Linked DNA regions of Mus musculus: region 2 is linked to region 1. Evidence: chromatin contacts called from public HiChIP or PLAC-seq data. All regions are on one chromosome and are shown on one strand. The core of a region is the stretch at or near the end of the contact, and the rest is flanking DNA. Distances in the headings are between cores, read along the strand shown.

Region 1 (2,700 bases), core at 48-2,547:
TCTCTTGCATCTTTCCTTCCAGTTATTAGTACCCAGGCACCCAAGACTGATTGATGGTCGCACACCGTGGGAGACTTGAAAGGCGGCTGTTGATAAATTTTTCATCCTTTTTTTTGTCTGTGAACAGACAGGATGCCAGTGGGTGGGACAATACCAAATTGTGAGAATTGGGTTGAAAATACAGAAGTCAAGACATTGGAATGCCCCACTGGCTGTTTGGATTGAGAGCGGCATGCACACTGGAAGAGGTAGAGTCTGTGGTGCAGAAATCATTCCCAAGTGTCTAAAGGACCCTCCATGTTTGCCGCTGCGGTCAGTCTTGGGAACTGGGTGCTTTGAATCGGTTCCTTTTTCTCCAGTGTCCCGGGCGTTTGGATAGCGAAGAGCCATAGTCACCTGTCACTGGGAAGACCCATACCCTTCGAGAAGGATGGCTGCGTTATTGTGTCTGGATTAGGATACTTTTGGTCAAGTATCAAAGAGAGTTGTTGCCCCTCAGAGGTTTCCCCATCACTAACCCCAGCTTACCTTCATCCTATTTGAGCTTCTCTGGTGAGATTGGGGATATGGCAGATTACTCGAAAATGATTTTATAGGTGATGGAGATGCTCAAAAAGGGAGGGAAGCTGGGGCTTTGTTTAATGTCAAAAGGAAATCGGATGGTTTCAGTCGAGTCAAGAGCCTGCCTGTATGGGTCTGAAAAGAGAGCAGTGGCTTGTTTCTGTGTCTCTGGCTCCCGTGAACGAGCACAGCCTCTCCATCTGCCTTACCATGTAGGGAGCCAGGGAGCCAGAAACAGGGTCTCCATCACACCCCGAGTAGGCTCTGTGACTCTGGCTGCATTGGAAAATACACATGATCACTCACTTGAGTTAAGTTGGAAAGAAATAAATGGTGTAGTGTAATGTCTGTGTTTACTTCTCAAATTGTATTGCTAGATATGTGGCCTCAAAAAACCAGGTGAATTATCTTCCAGAATATGAGGGGTTGGGAGTAGGGGTGAGGGTTGTTTTGGGTTTTTGTTTCCTCTGCAGTACTTGTTTTGGCCATACGGGGCGATAAAGTACTTTCTTCTTAGCTTTTAAGTCTCTTCTGGGCTACCTCTTGGCTCACTGATTGGATTTGACTAAAACATTTTCACGATCACTAAGTTGAGCAGTTACTCAGGCCTGGTGATGTGAGCAGAGATGGGGTCCTGTGTCTGAGGTCCATGTGGCTCGTCAGGCATCATAACCAGCAAGCCTTTGTTAATATTGGTTCCATGAAACCGAAAGCTAGCCCTTATCATAAAGGCTCCATTGTTTACTAAACGCAGAACTAAAGGTGACCCTCCTCCCTGTTTCCACCCTCCCATTGCAGCCCAGTCTGCCCTATCACATCTGTGACAGCAGTGGGGACCTCTCATGTGTAAGCACACGCTCTCTCACTTTTTCTGCTCCAGGTGGGTAGGAAGGTCTCCCAGAGCAGGCCTGGCCCTCTCTCTGCACAGGTTCCTTGTCTTTGGGCTCCTGGCCCTCTTCAGCTCTCGGGGAATATTGAATGCGTCCTTTGCAGTGTCTCCAGAGGAACAGTTGGCTATCCACTCAGGAAAGCACAGGCCTGAGGCTGTTTACCTTGCAGGGTCAGGAAGCATTTTCCTGTGGAAGGGCCTCCTGCTGATTTTCTCCTGGTCCTTTCCCCCAGCAAGAGTCTGTGCAGTGCCAGTCGGGGGGTCCTTGTAATTCCAGCCCAGGCAGAAGTGGAAGGGAAGCAGTGACCAGGGTAGATAGCAGGTGTCCGGGTGTCCCCACAGTCCTGAGGTCACTTGCACTTTCTCATTTCTTAAAGGAAGTCCAGTGTTCTTGCCAGGAATCCTTAGCCTTAGGTTTACAAAGCTTGCTGTTGAATGTTCGTCCGGAGGAGTGTAAGAAGGCAGGAACTGCTTGGTTCCAGTCCTGCCTGCAAGGTCAAGAAGGTTTAAGACTACGTCTAATCTGGAATCCTTACCTCTGTAGAGGGCGTTGAAGGTCAAGCTGGGACGGTGAGGGGTGCTGTAAAGAAGGTCATTGGGCCTTCAGTTGTGGGTGGGGGTGAGTGGTGGGCAGGACAGAGTCTTACTAGGATGGGAAGGAGGGAGAGGAGGGCTTGGCCCAGGGAGCTGGCCGCATGGTGGGTGGAGCCAGGTGGGCTCTGAACTGGTCCAGATGCCTGGCTTCCCTTAGCCATCTTTTCCCTAGCATCCTGTCAGACCCCCGGCGTGATGATATGCTTCCCTGTGTTAACTCTACCAATATTATTTTTTTAGCAATGGAAATGCACTTTTTTTTAATTTCAACTCAATCATGATTTTAAGTATAAAAATTTATAGATTGTTAAAACTACTTTTTTGTGTATTTTTAACCACTCAATGTAGCATTGTATATTTTATTCTTATTGAGACTCTGGTACAAGGTGTGCCATTTAATGATTTTTTCCCCCCAACATGCTGGGCCTTTGGATGTGTACGGTAACCAACTTCATGCTAATGTTCAAAGTAAAAAAAGAAAAGTAGCCATATTCCCACGTGTCTTCTCTTCATTTCTTCTCCAAGCTCAGATGACATTTTGAGGGCCCCTTGGTCAATGATTGTTCATTTTATGTAATCATGTGACCCACGTCTGTATTATTGGTTCGTATCTCCAATGCTGTTGGTAGTGTGCCTACCCTAAGCCCCAAATCCAG
Region 2 (2,818 bases), core at 169-2,668, 340 kb after region 1:
AAAAAAGTAAGTTCCAAACACTCAGAGCTCCTGACAGTACCCAGTAAAGCACTTGGTCTAGGCATCCCTAATCTTGCATGATAAGTAAGCTACAAAGACCTGATAGTTACAGGGCTGGAGAGTTGGCTCAATGGTTAAGAGGTCTTCCAGAGGATCTAGGTTTAATTTCCAGCAACTGCAAGGCAGCTTACAACTATCTATCCAGTTTGAGGACATGACACCCTCACAGACATACATGCATACAAGCAAAACGCCAATGCACATAATATAACAATTTCAAAAAGAAAAGACCTAGTGTATAAAATGTGTAGCCCTGGATGTCCTGGAACTCCCTGAGGTAGACAAACTGACCTTTGTCTACAATTTACAGAGATCCACCTGCCTCTGCCTCTGCCTCTCAAGTGCTACCAAGTGCTGAGATTAAAGGCATGAACTAACAACCGCCTGGTAAATGAAGTCCTTTGTTATATGAGTTTTTTCTTTTGCAAAAAATAAGAAAAAGGGCTCAGAGGTTGAGCACTGTCTGCTCTTCCAGAGGTCATGAGTTCAATTCCCAGCAACCACAGGGTGGCTCACAACCATCTGTACTGAGGACTAGTGCCCTCTCCTGGCTTGCAGGCATAAATGCAAGCAGAATACCGTGCACTTAATAAATAAATACATCTTGGGGCTGGATAGATGGCTCAATGGTTAAGAGCACTAACTGTTCTTTCAAAGGTCCTGAGTTCAAATCCCAGCAACCACATGGTGGCTCACAACCATCTCTAATAAGATCTGATGCCCTCTTCTGGTGCACCTGAAGACAGCTACAGTGTACTTAGATATAATAAATCTTAAAAACAACAACAACAACAACAAACAACAACAAAAACAGACGGGTCCTCCCCAAAGTTTAAAAAAAAATAAGAAAAAGTCTGTTAAGTTATAATATAACATCTCAAAATTATTCTTCTAAGCTCCATCCATGGTCACCTGAGGCACTGACAACTTTTCCACTTGGGCTGCCTAGAGCAACCTACAGTTACAGGACACAAGTGGCCAGAGCCCTGGAAGGCCATGGTGGGTGACACAGCAAGGCTAGGTTTGGAACCTCAGCACACTGGGGTGATGGGTCTGGGTACCACCGCGAACCCATACATAGGGCCACTGCTGCAGGACCCTGACTCCTGTCAGAGACGAACCCAACAGGTCTGGTCTCTGGAAAAACCAGCCAGAATTTCTCAGGACTCGAAAGGGGTCCCACGCCCTCCCAAACCCACTGTGGGTAATCGGAGCACTCCAAGACGGCCTAGGGTGATGCCGAAGCCCCCACACCCTGCCCTGCCTGTAGACCCTGTCTCAAGGTCTGAATTCCGGGATCCAAGGGCTCAATTGCACCCCTTAAGGTACTCACCAGGAACAGCAGCCAGCAGCACTAGCGCTGGGAAAGGCGGGTGGGCGAGTTTAAGGACTGAAGGGATGGGCAGGCCCGGCCCACTGAGTCACAAACCCCGCCCTTGCCGCGGGACAGCTGGGACATTTAGTGCCTTTTTTGAAGAGCTGGATTTGCCTTTTTTATCACCCCGATGGCAAACTGGTTTTTTGTTGTTGTTCTTGTTTGTGTTTATATTTTAATTTGCTCAAAGCTCATATCCTTGAAAGGGCATTGAGAGTTCATCTAGGGCTGAGCGGAGGTGGCACATGCTTTTAATCCTACCACTCTGGAGGCAGAGGCAGAGGCAGGCGGATTTCTGAGTTCGAGGACAGCCTGGTCTACAGCGTGAGTTCCAGGACAGCCAGGGCTACACAGAGAAACCCTGTCTCAAAAAACCAAAAAGAAAAAAAAAAAAAAAAAAAACCCAAAAAAACCAAAAACCAAAACACTTTGGTCACTAATAGTCCTATAGCTGCAGATCAGACTCTGGCATTTTAGTCTGATACACACACACACACTTGGTAGTAGATACCTCTAATTCCAGTTTTTAAGCACAGGAACACAAGGTCAGCAGTTCAGGGTTAGATTTGGTCGCCAACCAAGTTTGAAGTCAGCCTGGACTATCTGAGACCTTGTCTATTAAAAAAATAATGCTCACTCCTGTCCTGAAAGAAAATCTGTTAAACTCCTTTTTGGGTCTTCTGTGACTTGACTCAGAAAGTCTTTTTTTTTTTTTTTTAATCCCCATTTTATATGTATGAGGGGCCAGCTTTGAATTTATGGAGAGAAAGTTGCCCTTGTGCTCTAGAGCTTTCTGGTATCCTCAGGTCCTGAAGGAAAAGGCATGTGACTTCTTCATTAAAAGTCTCTTTACTGTAGACACAGAATGAGCAGAGTCTCCCTCCCCTTCAATCTTTCTTTTTCTTTTCATGTTTTTGTTTTGTTTTGTTTTAAGACAGGGTTTCTCTGTGTAGCCCTGGCTGTCCTGGAACTCACTCTGTAGACCAAGCTGGTCTCGAACTCAGAAATCTGCCTGCCTCTGCCTCCCAAGTGCTGGGATTAAAGGCCTGTGCCACCACTGCCTGAATTGTGTGATTCTTATCACAAGCATGACTTTGAACTCAAGGCAGTCCTCCTGCCTCAGGCTTTCAGGTGCAAGGATTACAGATGTGAAACACCACCATGGCTGCTACCTTTATTTTTTTTTGTAATTACCCATAGGAGCTGGGCAATGGTGGCGCATGCCATGTACAGAGAAACCCTGTCTCAAAACAAAGCAAAACAAACAAAAATTACCCAGAGGATACCAAATGCACGTTGCCTATGGAAGATTAAGTTCCGAAAAGTCCCTTCCCTTCTCAAAGGCGTTCCGAGCGTTTGAATCTGGAAGAAATGCTCTGTATC

Evidence for each region. HiChIP or PLAC-seq counts read pairs in DNA pulled down with a chosen protein or histone mark.
Region 2: a contact with region 1 is called in an H3K27ac HiChIP or PLAC-seq map of embryonic stem cells, with 3 times the contacts expected there. The contact joins the promoter of Calcoco2 here to the enhancer-like site in region 1. A contact is called at or near these places in 2 of 39 promoter capture datasets (the SN4741 cell line and pre-B cells), 1 of 484 Hi-C or Micro-C datasets (nephron progenitors), 1 of 115 datasets of contacts at active chromatin or transcription factors (embryonic stem cells) and 1 of 9 other capture datasets (embryonic stem cells).

Annotation. Positions count from the first base shown.
Region 1 is chr11:95,769,819-95,772,518 of GRCm38.p6, forward strand. No RefSeq gene overlaps it. Among named protein-coding and RNA genes, the nearest start is that of Gm38957, 5.7 kb to the right of the region's middle. Within about 2 kb of position 1,298, at least 39 of the 459 cell types and tissues checked have an H3K27ac peak or open chromatin away from gene starts, as enhancers often do. A contact at or near this core is called in embryonic stem cells, where this site is marked.
Region 2 is chr11:96,110,544-96,113,361 of GRCm38.p6, forward strand. It overlaps Calcoco2 (calcium binding and coiled-coil domain 2), which reads right to left and starts at 1,419. Exons shown (of 6, transcript NM_001271018.1): 1 at 1,394-1,419.